Linked DNA regions of Mus musculus: region 1 is linked to region 2. The links are chromatin contacts, called in public HiChIP or PLAC-seq maps. All regions are on one chromosome and are shown on one strand. Each heading gives the region's core, a stretch centred on a gene start, on an enhancer-like site or on the middle of the called end of the contact. The rest is flanking DNA. Distances are from core to core; before and after follow the strand shown. Region 1 overlaps Adap1 (ArfGAP with dual PH domains 1). Region 2 overlaps Prkar1b (protein kinase, cAMP dependent regulatory, type I beta).

Region 1 (6,823 bases), core at 3,711-6,210, 200 kb after region 2:
GCCCTGCAGACCCAGTAGATGCCAGGACCCCACGTGGGAAGGTCACCCTTGGCTCCATGGCGGGCTTACATCGTTTTTGTTGAAGTATTTCAGGGCACCCTCTCGTTCTGTCAGCACAAACTTCCGGCTTAAGAACTGTCCGTTGTCCCGCCCACGCTTCCAGAGAAGGCCCTCACGGTAGCCTGGGGGGAGAGAGAGAGAAAGAAATAGTCATGGAGACTCCACCTAACTGACTGCATGTCTACCCCTGTCCCAAGTACCCTCCATTGCAGGGTGGACACATCCAAGGGCGGCAGGTCTCATCTGCCTGTCTGCCCTGCCAATGGCCTGTGACCCACTGCCCAGAGAGGCCTTGATCCTCCCGCCACACCAAAGCAGGACCTGGGGTCATCGTTGGGAATAATGGATTTAAGGACGAGGTTGGAGACAATGGACTTGAGGTGGCCCAGGGCTGCCAGACAAGTCTAAGGTCATGGAAAGAGAGAGGTTCTTGGGCATGAGAAGGGACAGGAACAGAGTTACCAGCCCTATGATGCCAGAGGCCATCCAAAAGGACTCTCCCAGAGCCCTAGGTCTACGACGCTGAGGTGGGCTAGCTTTGGGGACCTTGGTACAATTCTGCCTCAGGTCTGCTACTTCCCTTTTGGCAAAAACAGGCACTCTCCCCGAGCTGTGGTGCAAGCCTTTAATCCCAGAGGCAGAGGCAGGTGGATCTTTGAATTCGAGACTGGCCTGGTCTAGAGAGTGAGTTTCAGCACAGCCGGGGCTACACAGAGAAACCCTGTCTCAAAACAAATGAACAACAACAAAGCAAGCAAGCAAGCAAATGGTCACTCCCATACACTCCAGACTCCCTGCTGCCCAGCTTCCTTGTGCCCAGCCAGTCCATGCATCTACAGGGAGCTGATGTGGTTGGTCTCTTCTTGGCTCCCTGCCCTGCCCCCCTTCAGGGGACATCCCTTAGTGGTGCAGTAATGTTTTCTGGTGAGCTGCTGACGGATGGCTGCATTGCTTTAAGTTTCTGGCTGTTGTAAGACTCCCCCACCCGTAGACATTGCTGGGTGTCAGGGTGGCTTTCATTGGCAAAGAGGGTCCTGGGAAACCTTGACTGGCAGCAGCGTGCTCAAGGGTAGGAGTGCAGCATCAACCTCCCCCCCCCCCCCCCCCCCCGCATCTCCTCCTGTGCTGTCTGCTGCCAGGCAGCCCTGTCCCCATCACCAAACACAAGGGGCTATTTTCTGTGCTCTCACAGACATGTGGCCATAAAAAGGCAGCAGCCTGGCGTCAGGGAGGGGGCAGCTGGCGCCCGTAAGACTATCAGTCTCAAGGCATGCCAGAAGAGTCCTGTTCCCTCCTCCGACTTCTCAAAGGATGGAGCCTCTCTGGGACCATGGAGTGGCCGCTGTGCCTTGTGTCTCTCCCTTGTTATAACTTCGGCAGACAAATCTTTCTTGGATACTAGTTAGCAAGACTGCCATGACTGCCATGAGCCCAGGCAGGACCTACTTTGAATGTTTGTTGACTGGCTCGTTAAACACCTTGGGCTTGGCCTTCTTTCAGCTTCAGGGACCAGATTATCTAGGCTTCAATATCTAGCTGAGCGTGGACTCCAGACGTGGGGGGCCAAGGGGGCGACAAGACTGCAGCAGCTTCCCAGAACCCCCCACCAACTAACTCCAGAACCATGCTTGATGGCTTGGAGCCTAGGAGCCAGCGGGAACACGCTTCTCGCTTGCTGTTCTGATAGTTGCCAGCAGGTGGCAGGAGCACATCGGGAGCCGCCGTTTCCAAGCTGGGCTGGACTGAACTCTGCCGCCCCTCTGAGGCTCCGACGGGGCATCATCAGGCTTAGGGCCCTGAAGCAGTAGGTCCTCTGCTAGGCCAGGTCCATGTGCTGATATTCTATGGAACCGACCAGTATTCTGACAAGCCGCCACGATGCCTATAATTTAGGCTCCATAATGGCAACACAAGAGATGTTCCCGTAACGAACGCTGACCGCATCCCTGGCCTGACCTCTCTCAGAGCTCTGCTTCCTTCTTGGTACCATGGGAATCTGGCCAGCCGAGGGCTGACAGGTATTGAGCCCCACTGGCTTGGCTGGATCGCCCTTTTCCACCCTAGCCCAGGGACCTTGCTCAGCAGCCCAGCCAGGCTACCCTTCTGGGCACACTTGTGATCAGGTAGAACCAGAAGTGACCATTCTCTCTGAAAGAACTAGATGGTCCTGAGGTAGAGGCTATGAAGTTTAGTCAGCATTGATTAGATGCCTATGGTTTACAGTTACAGGGCTGGGGCCAGCTGTGGAGTTTGGGAGTAATTGGTCCACATCTCACAGGACACACATACAGAGGGCACAGTGTCACACATCCCTGTGAGGTTGAAGTCACCATTCCCTGACATTACAAGCCTATTACAGTTGAAGCACACCTTCCTCGGGGTGACAACATGGAGACAAGGGCTCTTCTGCACGGCTGTGGCCATACAGTGGCATGGTCAGCATGCAATCCAGATTGGATTTCTTTTTGGTTTTTTTTGTTTGTTTGTTTGTTTGTTTTTGAGTTGGAAGAGGGAAGTTGAGTATCACTATGTAGCCCAGGCTGCCCTTGAACTAACTCGTCATGATCCTCCTGCCTCAACCTCTGGAATGCTGGGGTGACAGGTGTGAACCACACCTGATCTAGAGACTTTACTCTTGATCCTTACAAATGGGAAAGAACCTATTTTCCTTCAACTCTGGGACATTTAAGCAACCATGGTGCCCTGCCCTGAATAGATGGCCCTGCTACCCACAGGGCGAGCTCCCAGCAGCAAGGCAGGCAGGAGAGAGGTTGGGCCCTGGGGTGTACCACATTGTGCATCTCCAGCAGGCAAACTGGGCTGCAGGGGTGGGGGAGGGCAATGCGGTACCTTCTGCACTCACAGTTTCATAACCTGCAGACTTCAAGAACTGCATTCCAAGCAGAATATGCAAAGTGTATGTAAATTGCATGGGGTATATGTAAATTTGTGCTTTTGTTTTTAATTCAAGGCCATGAGCGCATGGTCTCACTATGAGTGTGACAGGAAGCTTGCCAAGGTGTGAGCCCAGTCGGGTGTGTTCCATACTCAGGACTGCTGTGGGGACCCTTCTGAATGGGACAGGTATCCACATCATCTGGCTTCTCCCACTGGGGGTATAGTGGAAGGTTCGGCACTGAGCCTGGCCTCAGAGACACCAGACAAACTGAGACTCCATGACTTTACCCAGACTGGGGCAACCACACCCAGCCTCAGGCTGCAAGTTCTGTCTGCTTCTATTGGCAACTACACCTATCAAACTGTAACTCCAGTTCTAGGCATCTGGCGCCCTCTTCAGGCCTCCACGGACACTGTACTCACATTGTGCGCGCGCGCGCGCACACACACACACACACACACACACACACACACACACACACGCAAGCAAACATGCCCAAGATGTTCGGACTCTATGTTCCCAGGGCTCAACCACTCCTTGCCCACTGCTCTGGCCACTTGGGCTCTGTCCTGAAGCTCCCTGGGTCTCTTCTGCACCCGTAAGTGGGGCCAAGAGCAGGCTTCAGTGTGTATAGGTTCGGATTCTGATTGGCCAGCATCTTACCACCTCACAGGGACCTGCCAGCTCCAGGTAAGACAGAGGGGCTGTGTGGATGACAGGGGCTGAGATCCATGTTTGTGAGTCCCATGCAACTGCAGGGCCTCCTTGGCATGTTTGGCCTGCACTCTACCTGCACCCTGGAAGTGTTGCTTTCCATCTTTAGGAACCTGGGATCCCAGGAGCATGTGGGCAGCAGGTGACCACTCAGCCCTTCTTGCTACTTCCCGGCTTGGCTCTGGGAACAGATCTATTCACCCTGTGTGTCTCCTTGGGAGGTCTTTTCTCTCTGAGAAGCCACACAGGAAGACTTCCCGAATCCAGTGATGGATGCTCTAGTTCTCTGCTCTAGTCCAGTTGGGGCTCCCTGACTTGAGGTGGGGTCAGGTAGGGTCTCCCTTCAGGAGAATACCTGATACCTTAGCCCTGGTGCAAGCTAACACCTCCCAGGTGCTGGTTTCCTTGGGACTCCATAGCATGTGTCCTCAGTATGCAATGCTCTGGCTTCAAGACTCCCTGGTGTTCTGGTCATACATAGGAACCCTTCAGTATGAGTGTCCCACATCCCTTCTTGTTTACTTCTTCGATTGCCCAATAACCAGCAGAACACAGCCTGGTGGGGAGAGGGTGCTGCGAGCCAGCTCCAGGCCATGGCTCCAGGAACTGGGGTTCTGAGCTGTGTCCCCATCTTGTACATAAGCAATTGGTCTCCTGAAGATACTGTTCACAGAGTCACACAACAGCCGCCAGGAAGCTCACTAGCTAGACCTCACGAGCTGTTCTCATGGACAAGGTGGCAGGGGACCGTCGCTGCCACCTCTCTCTGGGCTTCAGTTCTGCCATCTTCCAAAGGGTCAGGGCTGAAGTGAAGCTAAAGGAGTCAAGACAGTTCCTGGGGTCCAGCAAGGCCACCAGACCTCCCTACTGCACTCAGACTGTCTGGGACATGGGGCTCAGAAGAAGCCTGGTACTTGTGAACAGCCTGGCTGATCTTACAAGTGACTCTCATAGGAGCCTGTCACATGGGCAGATCCAAGGCCACTATAGAACCCTTGGAGGCTTGACAGGAAGACAGGAAATGGGGTTATCTGCATCTAGGAGTGCCCTACCTAGCTTCCACCGTCATCTCATCGTTTCAAAGGACCTAACCCTCTTGCCGAGCCAGCCACCCCAGGGTGCCTCACCCTGGCCATCCCATGATTTAACAGTCCCCCAAACACTGTTGTGCTGAGCACCCTGCCTTAGCACACAAGAAAAACCGAAGTCAGGCAGAGCTGTGCCGCTCAGGGAGGAAGGAAAAGGGGTTGTACCAAGTGGAGACATCCCGGTGCTGTTGCTTTCTTGACCTTTGACCTAAATGTCACTATGCAAATAGGGAGAGAGGCTCCCAGAGGGACCCAGGCAGGACCCAGTCTGTTAGAGGAGGTGGTGGCCTGGTCCTGGGCAACAAAGGCCATTGTCTGCATGCCCTGACGCCCACCCTCCCCTGTGAATGGCAGCCATTGAGGCTTGGGTGGAGGCAGGACAGTCTGGGGCAGGAGCCAGGGCAGCTGTCACCCAGTCCCTTGCTGAGCAGTGGTGGGGAGGGGCAGATACAAAGCAAGGTGCACTCAGGTATGAGGGCACACCCAACACCCTGACATCTCCGCGTCAGAGGGGAACTTTAGACACTCCAGCCAACTGTGACCTAGGCTGAGGAATGACACACAGCAGAGAGTGTGGCAGGGCCCTATGGTCACAGGGCTCCATGCACTGCTCATTCCTGCTGAGGGACAAGCATCTCTGTAAGCCAGGACATGCCCTCACAGAGGCAGCCCAGGCACAGGAAAGGATGGCCGGGATATAGGGGGGTCTTGACCCAGCAGCCTCTGTCTCTGGCAGGCCAGGAAATGTGACAGGGGCTGTAAGTGAGCCACTGGCACCTGTCTCGTCTGGAACTCCAGGGGCTACTTCCCTCCTGTAGCCCTGGATGACACTGTCTGAGAGAGACTTCTCCAAAGCCCAGTTCCAGGGAGCGTGTGCTCAAGGCCCCAGGTCTGACTCGCTCAGCCACTGTCCATGTCGAGAGAGAATAGGCAGCCATCCAGGTGGCTCCTCAGTCCTAGGAGTGTCGTCCTGTAATAGGCAGGCCTCTGCACCAGGCCTGGACAAGAGACAGACCTGATGTCAGTGGACACCTTAGCGCCAGAGACTCTGCTAACCAGTCTCCAGAGCAATGCTTCTGTGAAACTTCCTTAGACTGAAAAGAATTTTGAAAATAAACAAAGATAGGCTCCGCTGTGGGTGAGCAGCACAATGCTCTGGGCCAGAAGCCTAGCATAGAAGGCCACTCATCACGTCCAAGCTGGTGAACAGCGGGGAAAGAGAAAACCAGACGGCGGTGGCTGCTGGCATGCTGGCTCACAGGGACAGGGTCTCAGCGCTGGAATAAATCTGGAATAAGCCTGGGATTGTGTAATAGGGAGTGCACTGGGGAGGGCAGGGCCATGACAAGGGTACTTCCCCACACAGAGACTTCACATGGATGACCCCTTGGCCTCCGTGTCCCTCAATGCGGGGGAGGGGTGTGGGCTGGATGTTCCCAGAGATGTCCCCATGGCTCCTTGGGCATTGTGGAGGGAACTGTAGTCACTGTCCCTGCTCATTTTGAGTCCTGACATGCAGTTGAGGATGTCCCTTGGTCTCTAGCTTGACTGTCACACTGTTGTTCGTCTCTCTCAGCCCCAACACTCCTGACTTCTTCCAGATAGTTTTGAAACCCTAAGGGGAAACAGATGCAAACTCCTCCATCTAGGGCCCCTGCTGAGCTATGAAGAAGGCAGAGACCCCAAGCAGCTAACATGGGACTCCTGTCCTGAGCTGGCTCCCTCAGCCTTCAGCCCTGATGACTCTTCGTCCCCAATGACCATGCAGGGCATCTTGTCTGCGCCTGCTCACAGGCATGTAAGGAGACAGACCCTTGGAACCCACAGTTCCGGTTCGTTCTGGGCAAGCATGGGGCCACTCCTCTGAAGAGTCCCGGCCTCACCTCTTTTGAGGCCCCACATTTCCCCTTTCTCCATCTGAGGGGACTTCTGCATTTCCCAGATAGGCAGTGGGGAGTGTCTATGCCCAGAGTGAGAAAGTACTGTTTGGTAAGAGGAGGGGGCAGAAGTGCTGGACTAGTGGGGGTGGGGCACTTTGCATAGAATCCCCCAGGGAGGAGCT
Region 2 (7,760 bases), core at 2,328-4,827:
TGAAGCACGCCGACCATCTGGACTGGCTGATGACCAAGGCCCAGGAAGCCTCCTGCCTCAGCCACCTGATTAATCTGAATGACAGGTCTGGACCCCCAAGCCCAGCTACAAGGTCTTAAAGCCATGGACCAAAGGAAAGGCTCATTCTGATGTTTATCGCTCTTGTGTACACCTTTTAGTGAATAAAGTGACTCTGGGAAAACAGGAAGGCTCGCTCTTCCAAAAGCGTAGCTCATACATTAGTGTAAACCCCACCCAGAAGCGGGGAGCAGCCCCAGCATCGCTTGTGGAGAGGGCCAGTGTGGGCACTCCACACACAGTTAATAAACGCCTCAGAACGAACCCGTGAAGAAAAACCTAAAATACTTTCAGAAGCCCCTGTGGCTCCACAGCTCAGCACATTTGGATTCAAATGTCAGCCTGAAGCCCAGATCAACAGCCCTGCTGATGTTGAGTTGTGGAACCACTTCTTACCACTCAGGTCCCTGAGGCATCTTCTAAGTCTGTAAACATGGCAGGTCATTAAAATCTAGCGGGAGTCTTTCCTGAGTGCCTCTTGGAGATGGCACTCACTGACGCCGATGTCTTCCCCTTAGGCCAGGAGATGAACAGCAGAGGCCAGGTCTGTCTGTCTTAGGGGACATGTTTCCCAGGTCAGGCCTCTCTAGCCTCTTCATCTCTGTGGCTTCGAAGGGGAGCGTGGTGCAGACTGTTAAAACTGGAACTGACAAGCAAGATGTAAAAGCCACCCTAGAAATAGAGCTGTGGCACTGTAAAAGAACAGGGCGTAGGGGCTTCACCAATCACTTTCAAAATACCATATGACCCCTCAGTGCTTGGAGCAGACAGAGGCATCTCTCCCTAGGCCCACCCACCACCCTACTTCCTTGTGGCTCCAAGCGTGCCCAGCGGAATATCCACCTTAGGAGGAGGGTTGTGAGCTGCACTCTGAGCCTCAAGAGAAGAGAGTCCTCACGAGAAAACCATCCCAGCTCTCCTCAGACCTATGTCTTTGCCAAACATCCCCACACTTTACCAGAAAGCTGGTCAGCAGGAGACTAGAATAGGCAGACACCATTGGCTGAAACGCACCAACCAATGAACCACAGAACCTGAGACCTGTAGAGGAACCATACAAATCCTGCCTTGGGACAAGGGGACATGAACCCTGTAGAGGTGACTGGAGACAGTCCTCTTGTCTTCCAGTTTCTATAAATAATGTGGGGATGGATAAAGACTAAAGGCCCCGTGATTCATTCACCACACATCTTTAATTTGGGAATGAGAAAGTGGCGTGACCTCCCCCGGGCAGCTACTCCCTCCCAAATCTCCTCCTATATGCTCCTGCAGGGAGAGGGGCCCTGCCCCAGGTCTCTGGCAGGGAGCTGGGACAGCAAACCAGAATTCCACATTCTCCAGATACCAGGAGAAATGCAAAGCCACAGGATGAGGGGAGAATGGGGAGGCACAGGTAAAGGTGGGGATTTAAACCAGCCTGAGGCCCCTTGCCTATCTTCAAGAACTCAGCCATGGAAATGCTTGAAACGTTAGAATTAAGACTCTGCCATCAGAATTCTCTAGCTCCTTATAGGAAAAGTACTACTGGGTCAGTGTGGTGGTTCAGCAGGTAAAGTGCTTGCTGCCAAGCCTGACAACCAGAGCTCCATTCCTAGAATCTGCATGGTAGAAAAAGAGAGCCCACTCAAGAAAGATGTCCTCTGGTCTCTACATGTTTGCAACCTCGTGCCTGCAGATCAGTATGCCCATACACACACTGATAATGAGATTTTAATCTCTATTGGTTAAAAGAAAGGAAGAAGGAAGGATGGCTGGGTCAAGGGAAGGAGGGAGGGGGGAGAGGGAGAGGGAGAGGGGGAGGGGGAGGAGGAGGGAGAGGGAGAGGGAGAGGGGGAGGGGGAGGGGGAGGGAGAGGGGGAGGGGGAGGGGGAGGGAGAGGGGGAGGGGGAGGGGGAGGGGGAGGGAGAGGGAGAGGGAAAGATACTGATCCAGGTATTTGGGAAGTCTGTAATCTTAGCACTCTGGAAGCTGAGGCAAAAGAACCAAGAGATCTGTGCTACATAGAGTTCCAACCTCACCTGGGCTACATAGTTAGACACTGTCTCAAAAACAAACAACAACAACAAAAGTATGGCAGGGTGCTGGTGAAAGATATCTCAGTGGTTAAGGGCACTGTTGCTCTTGCAGAGGACCTGGGTTCAGTTTCCAGTGCCCACATGACAGCTCACACCCATCTCCAGTGCAAGTGGATAGACTGCCCTCTTCTGGTCCACTCTAGCACTGCACGCATGTGCACAGACACACATGCAGGCAAAACATCAACCTGCCTAAACTAAAAATAAAAAGAAGAACCTGTGTATGACTTCCCACCCCGTTCCACACAACTGAAAGGATGGAGAGAACACAGGATGCCTTCCTTCCGTGCCCCCAGCCACGCACAGTGGCTGTCTGGCGAATACCTTAGAGGGTACAGTGTGAACCACAGTCCCTGGGGAAAGCCACACCCATTTTTGAAACTCCTGCAGACTCACTGATGAGGAAGAAATGCATGCGTGTGGTGAGCCGAGATGTCTTAGATCCAGAGCTGGATCCTGGGCTACTCAGCTCCTTTCACAGCAGGGAACTGCCCACCTCCACATCTGACCCCACATCCTTCTGACTATCAGGGAAACCCATCGGAATGTATTGATTTAGATCACAGATTCCACCAAAGGGAAATCTAACAATGTCATCACGTTCCTGTAACGTGCATGTCTGATGCTCCCAGCGCTGTACTCGAAAAAGCCCTGATGTATGACTTAGAAAATGTGCCAAAACCATTTCCATGTTGGAACACATTGCTCAAGGCAACTTGCATCTGTATTTTCAAGTCATGGTCACTCAAATTTGGTTCAGGATAAACTTATTATTCCTGTAATGTGTGTGCATGGGGTGGGGGGCATGTGTGCAATAAGTCTGTGTTTGCATGGTATGTGCTTTTGTGACATGGGCAGGCATGGGCAGGCCAGAGGTCGATGTCAAATGTCTCCTTCAATTGCTCACCACCTTACTTTGAGATAAGGTCTCTCATTGAACCTGGAACAGATTTCACTCTGCCTCCTGCAGCCCCTACACACACACACACACACACACACACACACACACACACACGGTGTCACGGTTACAGACATCAACACACCTAGCCTTTATGCAGTACATGGGATCCAAACTCGGGTCCTTATGAATACACCGCAGGCACTTTATCCACTGACTCATCTCCCCAGCCTTATTCTCTTTGAAGCGAGAACTGTTTTATACTGACCTGGGGCAGGACCTACTTCAGTGACCCAAAGGCTGGAACAAACCTTTCCAGCACTCACAGGTCAGTGACGAAGTGACAGGGACGGGCAGGTGAGCACGTGTGGCTCTGCACATTCCCGTCATTTCCTGGACACCCCACAATGCAGAACAGTGGTGGGGTGTGAGTCTCCCATCCAGAGAAGCAAAGGAATGAGGACCTTTGTCCCTCCAGTCCAGTAGCGAGTGGTTCAAGGTGGCAGGCAGGACACTGAGTCACCGTCCTTGTGGACTCATGCTAATGGTGGCTATAAAATTACTGCAAAGAGAAAAGGAAGCATGGCCACGTTCCTTGAGTGAGCCTGCCATTTTGCCAGCTCACCATCATTTCCACACAATTAAACCTTGATCTCCATGAAAGTGTCACTTTGGAAGTGTCTTCTGTTGTACAGGCTTACCACGGGCCACCAAAACTTCTCAGGGAGGAAACTGCTCAGAGAGACACTTTGATTCAAAACCCTGACTGCGGCCATTACCACATAGGTAATTAAAACCGAATCATGCTAAGCAAAGTAAATTAGAACGAAGGCTTTGGATCGGTGTGGAAGAAAGTTGGCCCCTGAGGTCATTAGCACAGGCAGGGCAAGGCAGTGAGGTGGCAGTGTGTCTGGAGGGCAGCGCATGCTCAGCGGGGTGCCTCTGTGTCTCCAAAGGTTTGAAGCACAACAGGAGACCAGGGATGCACACAACTGGGACAATGAGAGAAACCTGGTGTAGCCAGTCACTCATCTGGGGCCACACACCTGACTACCCAGCTCCTCTCTCCAGTGTCCAGCAGCACATCCAGGTTTGTGTGGCCAAAACCTGTCTGCCTGCCCCCTCTCCCCCACATCTCTATGCTAGAGGCTGCTGTGACTCAAGCCTCAGGCTCTGTCAACACCGCCCTAGCAGCAAAACTGTCAGTCAGTTTATAAACCATCCTGACTCAACCCACTGAAGCAAGACTAGCCTGCTAGCTCCCATGTCCCCCATGGCCTCCTGTCCTGTCCTGTCCTGTCCCATCCCTCCTTCATCTGTGTCTTCTATGATCCAGGTCCCTGATGACTCCCATGGTGACAATCATTAATACCTGTTACCCACAATCCTGCTCCCACAGATACCCACAAAATTTTCTCCCTCTTTTCCTCTTACTCCCTCCCTCCCCCTCTTCCTCTTTATCTCCCTCTCTCTTTTCTTCCCTCTTTCTTCTTCTTCTTTTTTTTTCCTTTTTTTTTTTTTTTTTTTTTTTTTTTTTTTTTTTTTTGTGAGACAGGGTCTTGCTATGTAGCTCAGACTGGTCCTTGACTGGGAGCAATGCCCCTGTCTCACCCTTCCAAGTAACAGGCATGGCTACCATGTTTTGTCTATTTTTCTTAAACTCTATGCTCCCTCACATGCTTTTAAGAGACCATCTCAAACACCCTATTACAAGCTACAAAGAGAAATAATTCACAGACTTGTAAACTGACATTTTAACTACCACATTGCTGTGCTGCTTAAAACCCAGGAATCGTAGGTCTGCACCAGTCACTGAGAATGCACTGGTACAGAGAGAAATGCACAAAAGCTGGGGCTTGTACACAGCTTCCTTTCTAACCACCACCGCCCCCAATACACAGCGCATCCTCATGTAAAATGATCTTCTCGCTCATTTTTCCCTGTAAAGGAATCTCAGAATGTTCTCCTAGTAACAGAAACCTCTCAGATTAAAAATTTTCAGACTTTTTAAGGCACTAGCCCACAATCAACAAAAAGAGAATATGCTGAAATTTAAATCTCTTCTTTTAGATTTTATTTATCTGTGCATGTGTGTGTGCATCTGTGGAGGTCCGAAGACAACCCATGGGGTCAGATCTCTCCCTTTACCACATGGATAGACTCCAACTCTAGGCACCAGGCTTGGCAGTGAACGCCTTTACCTGCTGAGCCATGTCTCCATCCTAGATAAATAATTATTAGATTTAAAAAGCATATACTGTCAACTGTTTGGAAACATACTAAATGGCAATGCATATCTTTACGTTGATTTCAATCATTTTTGTAGCACTAGTTGTGAATAACTTCTGAATTAGCATATAAAACAATGGGCTCATGCTAACACTTTTAAATATATATATATGTATGTATATATGTATGTATGTGTGTATATATATATGTATGTGTGTATATATATATGTGTATATATATATATATATATATATATATATATATATAATTGTTCACTCTTCTCCTATACCTCCTTCCCCACAACTTGCCTCCCCAATAGTCTCCCTTCTGCCTTCATGTCATGTATATTTAGACTTTGTATATGAGAGAAAATGTGGTATTTTGTCTTTCTCCCCTCCACCATACTATCTTCTTTTGCTCCTCCCCCTCCCCATGGTCCCTTCCCTCAGTCTGCAAAGTCCTGTTCTGCCTTTATGTCATCACACAGGTCAGCTCGTCAATGCGCCACTGTGCTGCCAGCTATATGCCATAGTCATACAGCCTATCTTGAGTCACCACGGCAGGGGACCAGACAGAGAGTGCCCCACAGGCTTTGTGGCTGCTTGGAGGCCACTGATGCCATCTGGCAGGTTTCAGTCAGTAGTTGGGCAGGGCCTTGCAGCACCTGGCTTTTACCTGGTTCTGTCCCCATCAAGTATGGTATAGCCACCTCTAGCCAGAAGAAAACAAGGGTTGGCTTCTGGCAGTGCTGTGCTCTTCAGAAAGAAAGACCTCTTTCCCTCTGAAGCCATCATTATCTGACCATTATTGGTGTCACCATTATCATGATGGCTGTTAACACCCCTATCATTGATACCATCTTCATCATCACCTTCATCATCATCACCTCCACTAGTATCACTACCATCATCATCACCGTTTGCATCAGCCCCACCATAGCCATCACTACCATCAGCACCACAATCCGACACATCACACTATCATCATTACCACAGCTACCATCAACATCACTTTTATTACTACTGCCACTATAACCAACATTGTCATCACCTTCACCAGTACCACTATCACCGCTGCTGCTGCCGCCGCCACCACTGCCATCACCGCCACCACTGTCACTGTCATCTTCACCATCATGATCATCACTACAATCACAATCTTTATCATCACACCTCTGCCACCATTACTACCGTCATTCCACCTTAGGAACATACCATCTCACACACCATATATGGTATGTCAGCAACCTCTCTTGATGACTAAGAATCTCTTCCATAAGAATGCAGCTCTGCAAAGCTAGCAGCCTGTCTGTGTGGCTCATGGCATGCCATTTTTCTTTAAAGGTGATCTCATCTGGAGGAGATGTCTACAGGATGCTTGTGGACTACATGAGCACAAGCCCAGGCTTCCCACCGCAATGGCACAGCTCCCACTGCTGGGCATGGCTTAGAGCTGACAAGCAGATCTCTGGCAAGTTAGAGTATGATCCAGGACATCCATCTCCCCAGCCTCAGTTTCCCTCCTCTGTGTATGTGGGCAATCATACCCCTATCTTAGAAGTTTATAGGGAGCTCTTGGTGATACAAACCCTCGTGCCGTGTGAGGGTTTGCTAGGAAATCAATGCATGTGCCTTTAAAGTGCAAAATCCAAGTGCATCAGCACGATGCTTCCTCAGCCACACCTCTCTTCAGTCTCTGCAGAGACTACTCTCCTTGGAAGAGAGAGCAGCAAGCTAGGCATAGCAGCACACAAGTGTGATCCCAGCACCTTAGAGGATCACCATAACTTCTAGGCAGGCCTGGTCTACAAAGCAAATTCTGAGACAGCTGGGGCTATATAGTAAGACCCTGTATTGAAACTAACAACAGGAAGAAAGAAAAAAAAAGGTAGGAAGGAAGGAAGGATCTATATGCTCCCATCTACTATGTACACCTATGAACCTTGTCACTGTTTGGCCACATATGGAAGAGTCCCAAGCAGTTTCTATTGAAAGTGTGAATGAGTAAATGGATGCATGGATGGATGGATGGATGGGTGGATGGATGACAGATGGAATTTGGACAGATAGGTGACACAGGATAGGTGGATGGATGGTGGGTGAGTGTACGTGATGAATGGATTGACGGTGAGTGCTGGATGGAGGGTGGAGAGGAGTGCTGGGTGGGCAGATGATTGATGGTGAATGTGGACGGACAGACAGATGAATGGCTCACACTGACTCCTGTCTCCACTGCTTGGGAGTAAGAAGCCACCTGGGGAGGAAGGAAAAGAGGAGCAGTGGTTCCTAGTGCCACCAAACCGGTTAAGCTCTCTGTTTTGGGTGGCCTGAGCACTCAGATTTGGCAGCTGTCCCCCAGCTGTCCTCCTCCAGCTGTTCCTGGGAGTCTCTTTGTTTGCCTAGTTCTTAGCAACTGTTGCCTTTTCTGAAGGACAGCATAAACCAGCTGTCACAGGAGGAAAAGCAGAAAGGTTGGCCCTG

Evidence for each region. HiChIP or PLAC-seq counts read pairs in DNA pulled down with a chosen protein or histone mark.
Region 1: a contact with region 2 is called in a FOXA1 HiChIP or PLAC-seq map of pancreatic cancer cells. The contact joins two enhancer-like sites. A contact is called at or near these places in 2 of 484 Hi-C or Micro-C datasets (B cells and embryonic stem cells), 1 of 115 datasets of contacts at active chromatin or transcription factors (pancreatic cancer cells) and 1 of 9 other capture datasets (embryonic stem cells).

Annotation. Positions count from the first base shown.
Region 1 is chr5:139,280,636-139,287,458 of GRCm38.p6, forward strand. It overlaps Adap1 (ArfGAP with dual PH domains 1), which reads right to left. Exons shown (of 11, transcript NM_172723.4): 5 at 70-182. Among named protein-coding and RNA genes, the nearest start is that of Get4, 32 kb to the left of the region's middle. Within about 2 kb of position 4,961, at least 73 of the 459 cell types and tissues checked have an H3K27ac peak or open chromatin away from gene starts, as enhancers often do. A contact at or near this core is called in pancreatic cancer cells, where this site is marked.
Region 2 is chr5:139,086,079-139,093,838 of GRCm38.p6, forward strand. All of the region lies in intron 4 of Prkar1b (protein kinase, cAMP dependent regulatory, type I beta), which reads right to left. Among named protein-coding and RNA genes, the nearest start is that of Prkar1b, 40 kb to the right of the region's middle. Within about 2 kb of position 3,578, at least 7 of the 459 cell types and tissues checked have an H3K27ac peak or open chromatin away from gene starts, as enhancers often do. A contact at or near this core is called in pancreatic cancer cells, where this site is marked.